Regions from separate parts of the Mus musculus genome. Here regions 1 and 2 are each linked to region 3. Evidence: chromatin contacts called from public Hi-C data. All regions are on one chromosome and are shown on one strand. Each heading gives the region's core, a stretch centred on a gene start, on an enhancer-like site or on the middle of the called end of the contact. The rest is flanking DNA. Distances are from core to core; before and after follow the strand shown. Region 1 holds the start of Siah1a (siah E3 ubiquitin protein ligase 1A). Region 2 overlaps Siah1a (siah E3 ubiquitin protein ligase 1A). Region 3 overlaps Gm39215 (a long non-coding RNA gene).

The links. Hi-C and Micro-C count contacts between places; a contact is called where the count stands out from the background.
Region 1: a contact with region 3 is called in a Hi-C map of uterus, with 1.9 times the contacts expected there. The contact joins the promoter of Siah1a here to the enhancer-like site in region 3. A contact is called at or near these places in 1 of 39 promoter capture datasets (macrophages), 1 of 15 datasets of contacts at CTCF or cohesin (the NIH/3T3 cell line), 12 of 484 Hi-C or Micro-C datasets (the C2C12 cell line, the G1E-ER4 cell line, cerebral cortex and 7 more), 6 of 115 datasets of contacts at active chromatin or transcription factors (CD8 T cells, bone marrow-derived macrophages, craniofacial prominence and 2 more) and 3 of 9 other capture datasets (adipose tissue, liver and pancreatic islet).
Region 2: a contact with region 3 is called in a Hi-C map of uterus, with 2.6 times the contacts expected there. The contact joins two enhancer-like sites. A contact is called at or near these places in 1 of 15 datasets of contacts at CTCF or cohesin (the NIH/3T3 cell line), 7 of 484 Hi-C or Micro-C datasets (embryonic stem cells, forebrain, liver and 3 more), 2 of 115 datasets of contacts at active chromatin or transcription factors (effector CD8 T cells and embryonic stem cells) and 1 of 9 other capture datasets (embryonic stem cells).

The regions. Positions count from the first base shown.
Region 1 is chr8:86,744,601-86,747,300 of GRCm38.p6, forward strand. Siah1a (siah E3 ubiquitin protein ligase 1A) reads right to left here and starts at 1,406. Exons shown (of 2, transcript NM_009172.2): 1 at 1,217-1,406. Gm10638 (predicted gene 10638) reads left to right here and starts at 1,099. Exons shown (of 1, transcript NR_027829.1): 1 at 1,099-2,460.
Region 2 is chr8:86,727,460-86,730,159 of GRCm38.p6, forward strand. The region is part of intron 1 of Siah1a (siah E3 ubiquitin protein ligase 1A); the gene reads right to left. Among named protein-coding and RNA genes, the nearest start is that of Gm10638, 17 kb to the right of the region's middle. Within about 2 kb of position 1,317, at least 80 of the 459 cell types and tissues checked have an H3K27ac peak or open chromatin away from gene starts, as enhancers often do. A contact at or near this core is called in uterus, where this site is marked.
Region 3 is chr8:86,819,500-86,822,199 of GRCm38.p6, forward strand. The region is part of intron 1 of Gm39215 (a long non-coding RNA gene); the gene reads right to left. Among named protein-coding and RNA genes, the nearest start is that of Gm39215, 5.4 kb to the right of the region's middle. Within about 2 kb of position 1,337, at least 54 of the 459 cell types and tissues checked have an H3K27ac peak or open chromatin away from gene starts, as enhancers often do. A contact at or near this core is called in craniofacial prominence, palatal mesenchyme and uterus, where this site is marked.

The DNA.
Region 1 (2,700 bases), core at 156-2,655, 75 kb before region 3:
TTGAAGTCCTTGAAAGTGAACTGATCCATAAACTAAACCTGCTTAAAGGAAACTTCAGTGACTTTCCAAATTCCACCACGCATTCACATCCCTTATCGCTCAAATCCCCAAATTCCATCATCTCACAAAGCATAGCATTCTGTCCTCTAAACCCTTTCATTTCTTAAAACAGTAAAACCCAAATACTAACCCGGTTTTATATAACCCGATTTCAAACATTTTGGGCTATGTACTTCCAACGCATCCATGCCAAAATAACTTAAGCGAATTTTATGAGGCAAGGACCTTTAGCAGTAATCATTTACTGTAATAGCTTAGCACTTACTAAGAGCTCTCTGCACATCAACTATTTCCCATCTCATCGGTTCTCAATAGGCTTGAGACAAATACTCTCCATCAGACCCATTTTGCAGATTAGCAAAATGAAGCACCAAAATCGTGCCCAAGGTCACAAACCCGTGGGGCAGGATTGGAATCAAAGCAGGAGGGCAGAGTTCGGAGCCCATGCTCCAAGCGCTTTTACAAGTTAACATTTCACCCTGGACAATAGCCTAGCAAGAAATGGTAAATGCTCAACGCTAGAAAGAGCAGTAAGATCCCTGTCCTACATCCACGTTCAGGGCTTCCATGACTTTGACAAATCAGCTACATGGCCTCATTTACCGAATGCACAAATGTAACTCTTATGCCAGGGCAAACAAATTCTGTATCTTTCCAGGAACAGACGGTCCGCAGCGGCCCAGGGCGTACACACTAAGTTGCATCTGGGAGCTTGGAGGGACCCCGAACTATCCCGCAAAGGAAGCTGGGCGGAGCAAGGCTTAGGCTTAAAGGCTGGAGCTGCCCAGGCGGGCGTCCGCGCGCTCGCTCGTGGCGACATAAACAAGGGAGGAGGCTGCGTTCTTCCCCGCACAATAAAGGCGCGGGTCCGGGGGAGGCCGCCCTCCCGGAGCCGCCGAGGCAAGGCCCGACCGCGGCCCGCGAAGCGCGCGGCTGACCTCCGCCATGTTGGCCGTACACCGGGCCACACAACAAAGACTGAGCGAGGGCGCGGGCCGTAGTCTCGGCGCGCCCGCCCGCCCTCCGCCTCCCGGAGCCGCCGCTGTCGGCTGGGCCCGCCCGGAGAGGCCGAGACAAAGGCGCCGCGGCTCCGCGAGGGGACCCGCCGGCCCTCCCCGGGCCGCGGCCAGCTCCTCCCTCCAGGCCGCCCGCTTACCTGTGGGCGGAGAGCGCGCCGCGGACCCCGGCCCCGTCTAACGCGCCCGGTCGCCAGCTGCCGCCGCCGCCACCGCCACCGCCACCGTCACCGCCGCCACCGCGGGCCGCGCCTCCACCTCTCCCGGCACCGAGACCGACGGGACACCCTGGGCCGCCGCCCTCGAGAGCGCGCCCGCCCGGCAGCCCGGCTTCCCTGCCGCCGCCGCCGCCGCCCCGCGCGCTCTCGAGCTCGCCGCGCGCGCCCGCTAAGTACCACACACTGCGGCGGCCGCCATGAGCGGGAGCGCGCACCGAACCCGGCTGGGCGGGGCTTCCCACGGCCACGCACGCGCAGAAGCGGCTGGCGGCTGCTGCCCGCACTCGGTGGCGGTTGGCGTCGAGACGCTTCGGTTACCGGAGCAGCGTCCCGAGCATCCCCACGAGGCGGCTGCGCTGTCTCGGGCCGTTACTGTGGGATTGACTGGGTTCGCGCCGTCCTCTCTCCGGGTCCGCGGTCTGTAGCGGCCTCCACGACCCCACTCCTGGAGGAGAAGAGGGCCGCGCCTCCCGGTAGGCTCGTTGAAAGCTGGCCAGTAAGAAGCACGCCTTTAAGTCCACTTTCCCACTCATCTGGGAAGCTGATGTTGGGGACTGTCCACCCTGCTGCTTTAGGTTAAAAAACGGAGCCGTGCACTAGGCAAGCAGAAGCAGGATCTTCACAAGTTTGGGGCCAGTCTGGTTTATACAGAGTTTTCTGGGACTTCCCGGGGAGACCTTTTATCCAAAATAAATGAAGACCTCATCTCAAGGGTTACGGGTGCTTTCGTGAGGAGTGGTTGCCTGGGCTGAGACTCAGTCCCCAGTTGCGAGTGAAGGGGTAGAAACCTTTAGATTTGATTCTGGGGTGTGGGATTGTGTGGAGGTCAGAGGACGAGTTGCGAGTGCTGGGGGTGGAGCGCAAGTGGCCAGCCTTGGTGGCAGGGCCTCTGCTGAGCCATCTCGCAGAGTCCCCGTTAGTCTTTCCATGGATGCCTCTGTCTGACTAGGTTAACCGAATGTAAGGCGTTTACAAATCCTGAGCAGATTTTCAGGGAAGAACTGTAGAAATGCAATGCTGTGAGAAAAGTACTTTTTCTATGGGGTTTCAAGAAAGGAAGAAAAGTCTCCTCTCAGCCTTCCATCAGCACAAACTCCGCCCTCTTCCAGAACTCAAATTTGTTCTCAATGAATGTTCAGCTTTCCTCAATGTATTTGTAATCTGTGCTTGTGTTGATATTTCTATTCTCGATCTAGTATCTCACTGTAGCCCTTCCTCTGAGACCATTAGCACAACCAAACAGTTGAGAATGTAAATTAATTAAGTTAAAAGCACCATATACTACAAATCTGTTGGTCCCCAAAGCTCAACAGCCAGATAAGGAGCTTGCATTATGTAGGTTCATGAAGATTGTCGATATTAGTGGTGTTCTTGTTCATTTAAAATACTTGATTTACATAGGGAGT
Region 2 (2,700 bases), core at 67-2,566, 92 kb before region 3:
AAGGGAACCAGGAGCAGCACTGGAAGTTTACATTTCTTCTTTTGTTACTAAAGCAATACTTTCAAGTTCAAAGGGCAAAAAGTACTAACAAATATTTAGCTTGCCTGCGGCCTTGGGTTTCCTCTCCAACACAGTGTAAAAAAACCTCCATCACAAGGCTCATGCCCATGGTATATAAGAATAGAAGATTAATTAGCTCTCACCATCTGAAGCCCTGTGATCCAGGCATCACGATAAAAAGAGCACTCTGTAATCTAGTTACCACCTGAGCAAATTCTTTATGCAGATGACTTATCCATTTTAGGTGACTTGTGAGACAATGGGTTTGGCATTACCAAAGTGGTCGGCTTCCCACCTCCTCCACCGTGTTAAGTGTAGCTCACTCACTTAAAGGAACACAGTAATTTGAAAAGTTATTTCTTCAAAAACAGCTCTGGTTACATCAAAGACCTCAATGTATATTTAAATAGAATATAGCCAAGATCATAAGAAAAACACTAGACCAGTGCCTAGATCTAGCAAAATATCTCTAGCAGTTATCAGCACAAGTTCAGGTTCATGTTATAACATTTTTATTACCTTCCAAACACTGTAGAAAGCACACTAATTTCTACTGAGCATGAGCAACAAAATGTGGTCAGAGGCACAGAAAACTCCTATACCATTACCAAGAATGCAGCTCCATCTTGAGCCACAAGCCTCAACCTCGAAGCAGGACTACAGTAGAAACCAAGGACAAGTCTGCCAAAGTCGTGACACCCCTGAAGCTTGCTTTAAATCGGGGTTGCTGTAGCTCCACTGAACCCTCACTGCCGACCTCACAGAGCCAGACAAAGCGGTGCAGCCTAAACCGGAATCCACAGGTTCACACGGTCTGGTTTCTCTCTTAGAAACAGTTGTTTTTATGTTGGTACCTTTCCTCTTCCTGGTCCTGGTCCCAACCGTTGGCAAGCATGTGAGCAGGACTCCCTTCCAGGAATGCAGAAAGTGTGCAGGCTTCCAGGTCATGAGAATGGAGGCTTCAGGTTCCTGCAACCCCCAAGGCCAGCCTGCAGAAGCCCCTCCTGGGCCCCGGGCTCCTAAGCACAGAAGGCTGCTCGCTTCCATTCAGTCTTAAAAGTAGTTCAGCAGTGGCTTGTCCCCAGGAGACACAACACTTGCCATGAACTTTCTAAGCTGCGTGATCTTAAACCAGTGATCTCCACTAACTTAGCCACTTAGCCCAGAAGCGGCCCGGCGGCTCTGGCGTCCTGCTGCTTAGTCTTCAACACCTGGCAGGCGCTAGGGCAAGTCGAGAGAGAGAGGGCGGACTTCGCCTTAAGCCCCACCCTACAGCCCACCTGAGCTGCTCTGCCTGGCGCCACCAGCAACTTGAAGCCTGTACACTTGGCAGCAGTTGAGTCTAGTAGAATATGTTTCCAGAGGTCACGATCTCAGTGCTTTCTTAAGGCTTCAGGGTAGGAAACATACATACAGGGATGAAGGGAAGTACACAGCCAGGCAAAGTCTTTGTCCTGAGAATTCTCGTTTGCATGAAGTGAAAAACACTCTCCCCCAAACTCAATACTTCCAGGCCTCAACTACCATTTTCCTCAATTCTAACTCCGCTGCTTGTGGGCCAACCTACTTCAAACGCCCCCTTCCAATGCAGAGAATTGTAAGCACACTCAGAACAGGGAAAACTTTACTTCTCCCTCCAAACTGAGCCGGTACCCTCATCCCACTCTGGGAAAGCTTTCCTAACTGGCCTCATTTTAAACTAGAGTAGCTTGCCTTGATTTTAAACAAACCTTATTACCTGTATTAGTCAGGGTTCTCTAGAGTCACAGAACTTATGGATAGTCTCTATATAGTAAAAGAATTTATTGATGACTTACAGTCGGCAGCCCAATTCCCAACAATGGTTCAGTCGTAGCTGTGAATGGAAGTCCATGGATCTAGCAGTTACTCAGTCTCACACAGCAAGCAGGCGAAGGAGCAAGAGCGAGACTCCCTTCTTCCAATGTCCTTATGTTGTCTCCAGCAGAAGGTGTAGCCCAGATTAAAGGTGTGTTCCTTAAACTTGGAGATTTAATCTTCTGGAATCCATAGCCACTATGGCTCAAGATCTCTATACCAAGATCCAGATCAGAAACTTCTATCTCCAAGCCTCCAGATAAGGGTCACTGGTGAGCCTTCCAATTCTGGATTGTAGTTCATTCCAAATATAGTCAAGTTGACAACCAGGAATAGCCACTACAGTACCCTTGCCCCATAAAGTCCTGTGCACCTCAAACTTGGACGGTGTCAGGGCAGCTTCAAAGGGTTAAGCTGGTATTACATGATGCTTAGGACAACCTTCAACACAACCAAAACCTGGCAGGCAGTGAGGGCTCCAATAAAATGGCTTTTACCCACTTTCAGCAACTTCAACCCCATCCACTTGCCCACCTTTATCGTGTTCAATAATTTTCCTCTTACTTTAATACTAGATTACACTGAACATCTTTAAGAACAGAAATACAACCTGGACTTTCTAAATTGTACATCTCAAGCCCACTTTGGCAAAAAACTAAACAGAAAAAAAATAGTATTAACACCTTTTAATTTTGTCTTAATATTTTCAGAGTATAAAGCCACTGCTAGGTTTTTTGTTTGGGGGTGTTTTGTCTGTCGAGGCAGGGATCGCTCATTGATCCCCGACTGCCACTGAACTCTGAG
Region 3 (2,700 bases), core at 87-2,586:
CCCTCGACTGGACTCACCAACGGTTGGTGCGCTCCTGTTTCCTGCACCCCAGTGTGTCTGTGCTTTGACAGGCTTTACTGGCAGAGCCTCGGAGAGTGAGTTAAATCCCCTGTGACTCATCCCTTGCAGTTTCAGCTGTGTTTTCTAAGAACAGGACATTCTCTTACATAGCTACAATTTAAATGTCAACAAAAGAAGCCATATATCAACACACTACTCTTTTATAAAATAAGTCCCGTATTTAAAGATCACAGTTGCTCTTAAAATGTCCCCTTTTTTCCAGAGCTTCTTTTAAAAAAAGATTTATTTATTATTTATATGAATATACTGCCTCTGTCTTCAGACACACACTAGAAGAATGCATCGGATCCCATTACAGATGGTTGTGAGCCACCGTGTGGTTGCTGGGAATTGAACTCAGGACCTCTGGAAGAGCAGTCAGTGCTCTTAACCATTGAGCCATTTCCGAGCTTTGTTTTTGACCCAGGAGCCAGCCTGAGAATAAATATTGCTATGAATCAGAATGTCTGGGTTTCTCCAGAGCCGCTGTTCCTAGGCTATTACTCAGTGAGACCCTATCTCTGTTTCAGTCCCCAACCCACAAAAGGAGGCTCCTGGTCCCTCTAGCTTTGTTTTGGCTCCTCTCCTTTTTTCTCCTTTCCATGTAGACATCTCTGCAGGACACAACCTCTGGTTTATCTCCCTTCCCAGAGCCCTGTCTGCCAGAGTCTAGGGGAAAGAATGCTTGCCTGGAGTCAGCCAGAACCAGATCTCAACTATGGTTACTTCCAATTCCTGCCCAGTCTCTGCTTTCCAGACTTCTGTGTTGTAAGATGCTCTGAGTGGACTTTGCAGGCATCCAGGAGGATCTTCCTGGGTGCTGTCAGGATTCCTGGGAGGATGGAAGAGTGTATATGGTACCCAGCTGAGTTCATGAAGCAGGAGAACATGGAGCATCCACTCCCAGCTCCTGGATGTTCCTCTCCCCCAGCTCTATCCAGCCTGGTCCTCTCATGCTTGATGGAGACCAGGCCTCAGATGAAAATCACATTTAATAACAGCAGGAGTCAGGGTGTCTGGGCCTGCTGTACATACCTATAATGCCAGTATTATGCATGCAGTCCCACCCATCCCATGAACGTGATAATCACCCATAAGTTAAGCTGGCTGATAACCTCCCCTACCACCTCTAGCTTGCTACATCAGAAATATCCCCAAACCTTTGCTGGGTTTGAGTATCTGCGGCTTCTGTCTACCCACAGTAGGAATGACAAACTGCCTATGGAGCACTGTTGACATCAGACTCCTAAGGAACATCTGGGTCCCATTAAGCAGCAGAATATTAAAAAACCAGGGCTGGCCATGATCCAGCACCCAGCAGGAGTGGGTAGGGCCACCACTCCCCTTCCAGGGTGATAGAGCTTGAGGCCCACCCAGCTTCCACAGGCATTCGGAGGAAGGAGAGGGGAGTAGCTTTTGCTAGCAGCCCAATACTGAGTCCTCTGAAGAATCATCCCTGCCTGCCTCTCGGGTTTCCCATCACAGTGAGGGGAGTGCTATGCTGACATGCTATCAGACAGCTAGGGGGCGCTCTGCCTGTATGGGCTTGAAGTTGAGGGCTGCAACCCCACCTAGTGCAGAGGATCATGCACATGTGGACATCAGGCCACTCCTTGCCACTGCTGCACTGGGTTCCTTCTAATCATGCTCTGATATCTGCTTCCCAGAGCCGCCAGAACATCCAGTTCAGTCTTCACTACTCAGAGAGGGCAGGGGTCCAGCAAAGGCCATGCATCAATGCAGGTCTCCACCCAGACTACTGCCCTGTGAATAGAGAGTAATGCTGCTTTCACTAGGTGCAGACTTAAACCAGAGCCCAGCGGCTATTTGAAAGATCTCTCAGACACTGAGCCACCAACCAGGCAAGCAGACACCAGCTGACACATGTACAGCAGAGGACTGCCTGGTCTGGCATCAGTGAGAGAAGATACACCTAATCCTTCAGGGACTTGAGGCCCCAGGGAGTGGGAGGTCTGGTAGGATGGGGTGGGGTGGGGTGGGGACATCCTTTTGGAGATGGAGGAGGAGGTATAGGATGAGAAACAGTTAGAGGGTAGACAGGAGGGGAATAATGACTGGACTGTAAAAAAGATAAAGAGATAATAATAATAATAATAATAATAATAATAATAATAATAATAAGAAGAAGAAGAAGAAGAAGAAGAAGGAAAGCCTCATAAAATTATCCTCAAAATAGTTGGTGCCAAAGCTAAGAAGATAGCTTAGAAGGTAAGGCTACTTGCTATGTAGGCAAGCATGAGGACCTGAATTTGAATCCAGCACCTACATGACAAGCCAGGTGTGGCTGCATGGGACTGTAACCCTAGTGTTGTGGGACAGGGTCAGGTGGACCCTGTATCCAAGGAATAAGACAGAGATTTAGGAGAAAAATACCAGACATCCTCTTCCAGTCCTTATAATGTACTTACTGATGTGCATGCAGCCCTTCACACGCACACATGTGTACACTCACACAAGTGATAATGAAAAACATTTCAAGGGACCAGTGGGACCCAGGCATACAGGGACTCTGCCAGATCAGTGGCATGGGTTTCTTCTGGTCTGTCTGGGCTGGTGCCCTGAGCAGACCTTGGGCGCAAATTCCCCAGCCAGTCTCACAACACCCAGAGGAAGCTCCAC